Regions from separate parts of the Mus musculus genome. Here region 2 is linked to region 1. The links are chromatin contacts, called in public HiChIP or PLAC-seq maps. All regions are on one chromosome and are shown on one strand. The core of a region is the stretch at or near the end of the contact, and the rest is flanking DNA. Distances in the headings are between cores, read along the strand shown. Region 1 holds the start of Rps13 (ribosomal protein S13). Region 2 overlaps Pik3c2a (phosphatidylinositol-4-phosphate 3-kinase catalytic subunit type 2 alpha).

Region 1 (5,156 bases), core at 606-3,105:
TACATATAATAAATAATAAATCTTTAAAAAAAAAAAAAAAAGAAATGTGCTTGGTGCCTTTAATCCCAGCACTTGGGAGGCAGAGGCAGGTGAATTTCTGAGTTTGAGGCCAGCCTGGTCTACCAGGTCAGCCAGGGTTATTCAGAGAAACCTGTCTCAAAAGCCAAAAAGGAAAAAAAAAAATGTGCTTGGAATGAGTAGAAATAAGGGCAAAGTGGAAGGACATGAGGCCAGGGACTTGGGTTTTATTTCAAATACATGGAGAAAATATAAAAAGAGAGCCCCTGAGATGGCTCAGTAGCCAAAAGTGCTTGCTGTGCACTGACAACTCTAGTTTGATATTCAAAGCCAGGTAAAAAGATGAAAAGACTACACAAGGTTATCCTCTTACCCCATATTCACACAGTAAAAGTCTTTAAAAACAATTTAGATCTTCCAGAGGTCCTGAGTTCAATTCCCAGCAACCACATGGTGGCTCACAACCATCTATAATGGGTTCTGATGCCCTCTTCTGGAGTGTCTGAAGACAGCTACAGTGTACTTATATTAAATAAATAAATCAATAAATCAATCTTTAACACACACAATTTAGAGGGATTTACAAAGAGACCACTAACCACTAGGCAGACAATGGATTGTATACATAATGGGACACCACTTAAGCTGCCTGAGAGATGATGGATAGGATTGGGGTACCCGTGGAAACAATGAAGTATTTGATACGTTTCTGTGGTGAGATGTGTTGGAGTGACTCGTGGAAATGAGAAAGACTATTGAACCCTAAATTTGTATTCGGACAAATGTGTTAGAGTGAAATGAAGTATTCTTGCTTAGGGATTGCGAATTGAAGCCAAGCTTGATGTTCGGATCACATATCTGGGCTAAAAGTGTGAATCTGGTTAATTAATCAAATACAACTTTGCCAGGAAATAAATACAAATTTGGTTCAAGTTCCCAATGTTTTGGAAAACGTAATTCAACTAGTAATGGGTTAAAAGAACGCAGCTGGGCATGATGGCTCAAACCTTTCATCATCATTTCAGCATTTTTTTAAGAGACAGAGGCAGAAAGACTTAACGTGTGTTTGAAGCAAGCCTGGTCTACAAGGCGAGTTCCTGAACAACCAAAACTACATTGAGGGACCCGGTCTCAAACACAACAAAAAAGAAAACTGGATCAGTATTTCAGTACTGTTTCAAACCTCTCACGCTTCACTTGTCAACAGGGTCTTGTAGATCTGAGTTTCTTGGGTCCATGTCTTTGTTGTTTTTTGTTGCATTTACAATAAATTGTTATATTCACCCATTCTTCGAACGCTCTGTGGTGAACCGGACTAGGACATCCTTAAAAGACCAACTCCCGGGGTAGTCCCTTTCCCCCTCATCTTCTCGAAGCTTCTTTCCTCGTTCCCAACTCTTCTCCGACGGGGGTGAGCGGTTCTGCGCTCCGACCTGTGTAGAAAAGGCGCGCAGACAGGAGGACAGACCCGGGCGGGGCTCGGAAGCCTAGAATTAACGATCTAGAGAGAAGCGCCGGCTGCACCTAGGCTTTGCGATCATCCCACACCGCACGAGTTCGGGGCTGCAGAGGGAGCCCTGAGAAACCCGCAGCTTATCCAAATCCTTCAGCCCAGGACTCGAGCACGCCCTAGGTCCCCTCAGATGCGACTTCCGAAGAGATGTTAGAGACAGACTTGCTGCTCTGGCTAAGAGCAAGACTAGAGACAAGAGTTCAAGGCGTAGCAACCCAGCCATACACTTACCGCCTCGCCGCCATGCCTTCTGGGACGCGTAGTCTCCCGGGCTCCGGTGGCCACACTATGTAGCCCCGCCCCCGCGCGAGAGCAAACGTCGGTGAGTGGCGTCACTTCCTGTGCGGCTTGATTTCCTGTGCCGTTTCCTACCTCGTTCTCTCTTTGCTGCCAGACCTCCGCCATCATGGGTCGCATGCACGCTCCCGGGTGAGCCCGCGGCGCCGACCTTGGTTGCGGGGCTGGGGCGCGGGGCTGAGAGAGGAGGATGCGGGCTGCGGGTGAAGGGACAGTGGGGCTGCTTGGGGCGCGGGCCGCCGCTTTACTTCCTATCTTCTGTTTTCAGGAAGGGCCTGTCCCAGTCGGCGCTGCCCTACCGCCGTAGCGTCCCCACGGTGAGTAGAGGCTGAGGGTTGGAGGGCGGCGTGGGAAGCGATCGGTGCGCGGGAGGATGGGACCCGAAGTGGAAGGTTGCCGCCGTGCTCTCTCATCCTAAGGCCGATTTCTCTTCCATCTGTAGTGGCTGAAGTTGACGTCTGACGACGTGAAGGAACAGATTTACAAATTGGCCAAGAAAGGCCTGACTCCCTCCCAGATAGGTGAGTGTTGATGTAATCTCTTCCTTCTGCTCTCGAGAAACAAATGTGTCTAGTCCGTATGTTAAAAAGGTTCCTCCTGCTTCCACAGCGGAGCAAGGGCTGTCTGGGATTGAGTCACATCTAACTGAATTGATTCTAAGCTGCTCTGACTTTGTACAAATGGGAAATAACTCGTTTCTGGTAGCTTGGCTTCTGAGTCTGGGAATAACTGCTCATCGGAGGAAAATATCCTCTTTAGGATATAAAAAGTTCGCTAGAAATATGCAGAAAAAATCATGTGAAATGGGCTCAGCTGATCTGAAGTAATTTGAGGTTTAAAAGCAATAACATGCAGTTTTAAAGATAGGTACAAATAAATGTTGGGCTGCTTTTAAGTTAATACTAAATATAAAGGTAGAAGTCACATTGTTTCCTCTGGTCAGATGTATTCTGGCAAGCTCACAGTGATGATGGTGTTCCAACATTCGCAGTTTCCACCAGAAGGACTTTCCATGTTGGGTTGACCTTCCTTGGATGTCTGAGTGAGCTGGAAATTTGGAGTTTGGCTGTTAGGGTTTTATCGCATGTGTGTGTGCTTGAGTGTGTTTCTCTTTTCAGGTGTAATCCTGAGGGACTCACACGGGGTGGCCCAGGTCCGTTTTGTGACTGGAAATAAAATCTTGAGAATCCTCAAGTCCAAAGGCCTTGCCCCTGACCTCCCCGAGGATCTCTACCATTTGATTAAGAAAGCTGTTGCTGTCCGAAAGCACCTTGAGAGGAACAGAAAGGTAAGGCGGACAACAAACCAGGTGTTGTGTCGAGACACTTGCGCTGCGGATCTTCAGAGGGGAGAACGCACTTGAGTCCTCTCAGGTGGTTCTGGGTGCTGGCTAATAGTCAACATGATAGTTTCCTAGAAATAGGTGGTTTGATTTTTAGCTCCCCTAAACTATTACATCCAGTTGGTCCCAGGTGCTGGGGCTTTTGTGTAGGTTTGTGGCTATGGGCCTTATTCTAGGAGTTTAAATTGCCTCTGTGGATTTGGTGATGCATGCCCTTAATTGTTGGAGTTTGAGACCAGCCTGGTCTAACACATTGTAAGACAACCAACTTATTCTGTATAATAATAAGATACCCTGCCTCCTTAAAAAAATTGCCCTAAGAACTTAACCTAACCATAGAAGCTATTTAGTTTCTTTACTTGTTGGTGGTTTTCTTAAATCTCTTTTATTTCTAGGATAAGGATGCTAAATTCCGCCTGATTCTGATAGAGAGCAGAATTCACCGATTGGCTCGATACTATAAGACTAAGCGGGTGCTCCCACCTAATTGGAAATAGTAAGTATATGGTTTTTGGTTGGCAAATCAGCTAGATGGTAAATAATGAATAGTGGTAGGCATTTTGCCTTTTTGGCTAAGTGTCAGTTCATCTCTGTCATAGTAGTGGGGAAGCTTGCATGGATGATATATAATCACATGACAGTGTTCTCTTGAAATGTTACCTAAGCCAGGCATGGTGGCGCACGCCTTCAATCCCAGCACTCAGGAGGCAGAGGCAGGCAGATTTCTGAGTTCAAGGCTAGCCTAGTCTACAAAGTGAGTTCCAGGACAGCCAAGGCTACACAGAGAAACCCTGTCTCGAAAAACCAAAAGAAAAAGAAAGGAAGGAAGAAATGTTACCTAGAGGCAAGCAGGTCTCTGCATTTGAGGCTGGCCTAGTCTACACAGTTACTTCCAGGACAGCCAGAACTGGTTGGTTTATGATGCTTGGGGGGGGGGGGGGTCCTTCTAAAGGTAAGAAGAGGGTCATAGTTGATAGATGCTGATTAAACTATGAATGAAATCCCCCCCTTTTGTTTGTTTCATGACTTGTTCGCTATGATAAGCATACAGACATTGACTGTTTATGGCAGATAGGTTGATCTTTCCACCATTTGGCCACTTAGATTTGGCCTTAGACGTCTGGCTGAGAATGAGCCTGTCCATCCTCATGCTTAAACTTAGGGCTTAGTTTGATGCATTGTATGCAATTGGGTATTGTAGCGGTTTGGGGATAGCTCCAGTCACCAAGAGAGTTGATGGGTCCTGAAGTCCGGTACTAATCCCAGTTTCTCTCTCTTTTTTTCCCCCCAGTGAGTCATCCACAGCCTCTGCTCTAGTGGCATAAATGCTGTTGTGTGCACAAGCAATAAAATCACTTTGAGTAACTTGGTGTTTTGTGGTTCTTTCTGCGTGGCTGCTGCATGTGTTTGGGAGTGTTTGGCATCTGTTTAGTGGGTGGTTTCCCTGGCCACTTAAACTACTAGTCCAGCTGGTACAAAGGTTGGTGGGTTGTTACTATCAACATGTAGGAGAACTGTAAGACACTAGGAAGTTGTGAAAGTTTGAGTTCTCTTGTATTCAGTGTTTAAAATGTGTGAGGTGTTAATGAGTATAGCATTGTTGACTGAGTGGATTCTGTCTTCCTAGGGGTGTCTTAAGGAAAGCTGAAGTCCGTACATTCCAATTGAGGAGTGAATTACTTTGGCTGCATCACAGTCATGTAGTCTGGTCAACAGGATGGATCAAACTCCAACTCCTTTTTTTTTTTTTTCCTTTCTCGAAACAGGGTTTCTCTTTGCAACTGTGGCTATCCTGGAACTCTGTAGACTAGGCTGGCCTTGAACTCAGAAATCCGCCTGCCTCTGTCTCCCAAGTGCTGGGATTTAAGGTGTGTGCCACCACTGCCTGGCCAAACTCCCACTTTCAAAAAGAGCCCGACCCTTAGAGATTGTATTTGTGTGAAGTCTGCCATGTTGCCTAGACAGTAATGATGCTACACTGAAGTA
Region 2 (5,040 bases), core at 306-2,805, 53 kb before region 1:
CAGGCACACACATGATGCACCAGGCATGTACATGATGCACTGATAGATACACATAGGTGCAGACAAAATACCTATACACATAAAATATTAAAAAAAAAAAAAGTTGTTCAGATATGGTAGTATACTTCGATAATCCCAGCAAAGAGACAAAAGGATCAAGAGTTCATGGCCAGTCTGAGTTACATAAAACCTCTTTAGAATTAACAGGGGTGTACAGGGCTGGTACTAAGTGGATAAAATGTTTGAGGACTTGAGTTTGGATCCCCAGTATCTATAAAAAGCTAGGGATACCAGAGCATTTCCATAATTCCAGCACTAAGGAGAAAAAGACTGACAGACCTTCCAGGCTGACTGTCCAGCCAGTATAGCCAGTGAATTAGCTCCAAGTTTAGGAAAAGAACCTGTCCTGTCTTAAATATAAGCTATAAAGCAGTAGAGGAAGATATATGACATTGACTCTGGCCTCTACACATGTTTGCATGCACGTATGCACACACCTTTGTACACATACATACAAAAGTAAATAAATAATAAAACTTTAAAGATTTATTTTTATTCAATGTGCTTGAGTGTTTACCTGTATGTATGTATGTATGTATGTATGTATGTATGTATGTATGTATGTTTGTATGGATGGATGGATGGGATGTTTGTATGGATGGATGCCTTATGCATGCTTGGTGTGCATGGAAGCCAGAACTGCATATCAGATCTGTTGGAACCGGAATTGCAGATGATTGTGAGCTACCATATGGCTGCTAGGAGCCAGAGCCAGATCCTCTACAAGAACAGCAAGTACTTTTAACCTCTGAGCCATCTCTGCAGTCCCAAATAATAAAACATTTAAAGCAATTAAAAGATCAATTTTTCTTAGTATTATCTTATTGAGTCGATTATAAATAATATTTAGCATTTTATCTCCAGCCCTCAAAAATTAGTCTAATTTTAAGATTTTATCATCTATTTATACTTACCTTGATATAATGACCAAATTATTATATTTGATTCTTCTTAAACATGTGTATATGTATTTATTTAGGCAGAAGATGATGAAGCACCTGTGGATTTAAACAAATACTTGTATCAAATAGAAAAACCTTATAAAGAAGTCATGACAAGGTATAGCATCTAAAACATTCATTACAGGTTTTCAAACTTCATTTTGGGTGTGAATATATATATAATTTTTTTTGTTATAACAACTACTTTTGTCTAAAATAGTCTTCAGCCATGATACCTGTTTTTTCTTTCAGACACCCTGTTGAAGAGCTCTTAGATTCCTATCACTACCAAGTAGAACTGGCTCTTCAAACTGAAGTAAGTTTTGGTATAAGAACTTAAAGATTATTTCTGTTTTCTCTGAAGTTCTAGTTTTGGAATTAGATTAAATGCTTTAAAACTATATTCTTTGTGTTAGTCATGCACATGGCAGTGGACAGGAGGTAGGGAAAGCTTTAGAAGGTAGCCCAAAGCATCAGAGTTTAAAAGCATACTTGAGCTCTAGCCAGCGTATAAAAGAAAAAGTCAAAAGAGAAGACAAAGCAATAGTTAAGACCTTCCTGTGTTCTGACTCAGAAAAGCAGCCACACCCAGATGCACCTTATTGGTGGCTCACAGGAACTGTCTGGCTAACTCTTTTTTTTTTTTTTTTTTAATTAGGTATTTTCCTCATTTACATTTCCAATGCTATCCCAAAAGTCCCCCATACCCACCCACCTCCACTCCCCTACCCACCCACTCCCCCTTTTTGGCCCTGGCGTTCCCCTGTACTGGGGCATATACAGTTTGCGTGACCAATGGGCCTCCCTTTGCAGTGATGGCCGACTAGGCCATCTTTTGATACATATGCAGCTAGAGTCCAGAGCTCCGGGGTACTGGTTAGTTCATAATGTTGTTCCACCTATAGGGTTGCAGTTCCCTTTAGCTCCTTGGGTACTTTCTCTAGCTCCTCCATTGGGGGCCCTGTGATCCATCCAATAGCTGACTGTGAGCATCCACTTCTGTGTTTGCTAGGCCCCAGCATAGTCTCATGTCTGGCTAGCTCTTAAACAGTTTGAATTAGCCAGAAAAAAGTTGAGAAGAGCCCTTATTATTTGATCCTTTATAGAAAAGGCTGACTGATCTTTTACATATAGATGGCTCTAGTCACTTAAGATGTTTTTTGCCAAGCACAGGCTGAGTGAATTGTTTAGCTCGGTCTTATAAAGTTAGATTGGCCATAATGTAGAGGTTAGACTTAAGGTTGGCAGAATTAGCTTCAGAGGAAAGGATTTTTTTCAACTATTCAGGTAAAAAAAGAGCATTTTGAGTGTATATATATATATATATGTGTGTGTGTGTGTGTGTGTCACAGCACACTGAGAGACAACCTACGGGAGTTGGTTCTCTCCACCGTGTGGGTTCCTGAGATTGAACTAAAGATCTGTCAGGATTTACCCACTGAGCCATCTTGCCAGCCCTGCTACTAGTGCATTCTTATCAACATATTAAAATACTGAGTATCATATCCTGAGACAGTGTTGGTACACTGAACCTGAACAGTGAGCCCAAATAATTTCCTCCATTAAGCTGTTGTTGTCATTTAGTCACAGTGACAAGGAAAGTAATTTATTTGGGTGTCTGAGATGGCATCAACTCATCCAAAAGAGACATTGGGTGAACCTGGAATTTAGTATAAGAGATCCAAGTGGAGATAATATACTTGGAAATCATCAAAGTATGCATGGTATCTTAACAGCTATAAAACTAGTTGAGGGGTACTGGGGGATGGCTCAGCAGTTAAGAGCACTGGCTGCTCTTCCAGAGGCCCTGAGTTCAATTCCCAGCAACCACATGGTGTCTCATGACCATCTGTAAGGGCATCTGATGGCATGCTGGTGTACATTCAGCAGAGCATTCATACTTTAAACAAACAAATCCCTTTTAAAAAAAAAAAAGACTAGTTGGTTTACTAAGAAATCATTGCAGGCATGGAAGAAGAGTTAACTCAGCAGTTAAGACAATGGCTTCTCTTCCAAAGGACCTGGATTTTCCTCCCAGCATCCATATGGCAGCTATAGTTTTAAGGTACCTGATGGCCCCTTCTGGTCTTCGTGGGCACCAAACACACATGTAGTGCTCATACATAACACATGCATACACACATATAAAATGTTGAGAGCCCATGTAATCCTGTATCAGCCCCACCACTCCTCTGTTCTCTTTGCAGCAGTAAGCTGCAAAATTTTGCTGCTTCTCCTTTTTTCCTATTCTTTTAGAGACTCATTCCAACTATGCCTTCATTTCTAGCACTCCTTAAAACAGAATTATTTGTTGTGTCTGTAAATGGACATGGATATGTCTGTACGTTTGCATTTGGAAATCAAAGTACAACTTGAAGGGAGTCACTTTTCTCCTTTTATTATGTGGGTCCTGGGATCAAACTCAGCTTATTGGGCTCATGGCAAGCACCTTTGCCTGCTAAGCCAATCTTGCTGGCCCATTGTAACATTAAAATGAAACTGTACATCAGACATGCACAGTTCCAATTTTGTAGTACTTATATTTTTTCTCAATCTTTCTGTAAATTTGTTTACATCTGCTTTATTTTTAAAGATTTATTTATTTATTTATGTATATGAGTACACTGTAGCTGTGTAGATGGTTGTGAGCCTTCATGTGGTTGTTGGGAATTGATTTGGGGGGGGGGATTGATTTTTTTTTTTTTTTTAAGACCTCTGCTCGCTCTGGTCGGCGCTGTTCGCCCTACTTGCTCCGGTCAACTCTACTCGCTCAGACTCTGCTCACTCTGGCCCAAAGATTTATTTTTATTATACATAAGTACATAGTAGCTATCTTCACATATGCCAGAAGAGGGTGTCAGATCTCATACGGGTGGTTGTGAGCCACCATGTGGTTGCTGGAATTTGAACTCAGGACCTTCAGAAGAGCAGTCAGTCCTCTTACCTGCTGGGTCATCTTGCCAGCCCCCTACATCTGCATTAAAAAAGAAAAAGGTTTATTTATTTATTTTGGTGGGTTTTGTTTTGAGAAAGGGTCATAGTATGCAGTCTTGGCCAGACTGGAACTTGCTATGTAAATTAGATTGGCCTCAAACTTATAAGAGGTCCACATACCTCTGCCTCTTAAGTGCTGGGATTAAAGTTACACTCGCCATGCCTGGAAAATTTTATTTTTATTTTATATTTGTGAGTGTTTTGTCTGCATGTACGCCTGTGCACTTGTATGCCTAGTGCAAAAGGAAGCCAGAAAAGGACACCAAGTATCCTGGAAACTGTCTGCTTATCTCTCTAGCCCCATAAATAATTATTACACACACACACAAGTTGGAAGGGGCTGTTTTAGATGTATCTGTGTACAAGTTAGAAGACAACTTGAGGAAATTAGTTCTCTCCTTCCACCATATGGCCATATCGGTCCTAGAGAGTCAACTCAGATTGTCAGGCTTGGCAGCAAGTGCTTTTACTCTCTGGGGGTGTGGAGTATGAGTGTGTGTGTTCACACATGCACAGTATTCAAGAGGAGGTTAGAGTACTCCTGGAGTTTTTTCTTTCTACCATGTGAATTTGAGGCATTGTACTTGGGTCATTAGGCTTGACTTTAAACTCCTTTATCTATGAGACTTTCTTGATGGCTCACAGCTATATGTTAAGTGAAGTTTTGGGTTCAGAGCAAAATAAGAAGATACAGAGGTATCCCATATATACCCTGGTACTTACCAGATTAGCCTCTCCACTTTAAAACTTAATATCATTATTATTATTTTGCCTTAATAAGTAGCAACTTTTTCTTCCTTTTAATCACACTAAAATCTTGGTGTTATCCTTGACCTTTCAAAAAAAGGATCTTTCATCTCCCAAATTAAACCTAATTCTTACTATCTCTGCCTTAAAAACACATGTAGATTATGACCATTTATCATTTCTAAGTCAGTTGTGTTACTAGTCTTCCAAATTCTCTGCTTTTCCTTCTGCAACCCCCTCACCCAAGAAAAATGATACTTTAAAAAAATCATTAAATGTAATGATGTGGCCTGAGTTA

Evidence for each region. HiChIP or PLAC-seq counts read pairs in DNA pulled down with a chosen protein or histone mark.
Region 2: a contact with region 1 is called in an H3K4me3 HiChIP or PLAC-seq map of embryonic stem cells, with 34 read pairs. The contact joins the enhancer-like site here to the promoter of Rps13 in region 1. A contact is called at or near these places in 18 of 484 Hi-C or Micro-C datasets (the AML12 cell line, the C2C12 cell line, the G1E-ER4 cell line and 9 more), 7 of 115 datasets of contacts at active chromatin or transcription factors (the SCID.adh cell line, bone marrow-derived macrophages, double positive thymocytes and 1 more) and 3 of 9 other capture datasets (adipose tissue, liver and pancreatic islet).

The regions. Positions count from the first base shown.
Region 1 is chr7:116,330,889-116,336,044 of GRCm38.p6, reverse strand. Rps13 (ribosomal protein S13) reads left to right here and starts at 1,855. Exons shown (of 6, transcript NM_026533.3): 1 at 1,855-1,960; 2 at 2,097-2,145; 3 at 2,271-2,349; 4 at 2,947-3,116; 5 at 3,566-3,666; 6 at 4,462-4,538. The coding sequence starts at 1,938. The coding sequence ends at 4,495. Snord14a (small nucleolar RNA, C/D box 14A) reads left to right here and starts at 2,788; the gene lies at 2,788-2,874. Gm10589 (a long non-coding RNA gene) reads right to left here and starts at 1,876. Exons shown (of 2, transcript XR_869889.2): 1 at 1,763-1,876.
Region 2 is chr7:116,384,121-116,389,160 of GRCm38.p6, reverse strand. Pik3c2a (phosphatidylinositol-4-phosphate 3-kinase catalytic subunit type 2 alpha) reads left to right here. Exons shown (of 33, transcript NM_011083.2): 7 at 1,040-1,119; 8 at 1,254-1,317. Among named protein-coding and RNA genes, the nearest start is that of Gm40453, 48 kb to the left of the region's middle. Within about 2 kb of position 1,555, at least 3 of the 459 cell types and tissues checked have an H3K27ac peak or open chromatin away from gene starts, as enhancers often do. A contact at or near this core is called in embryonic stem cells, where this site is marked.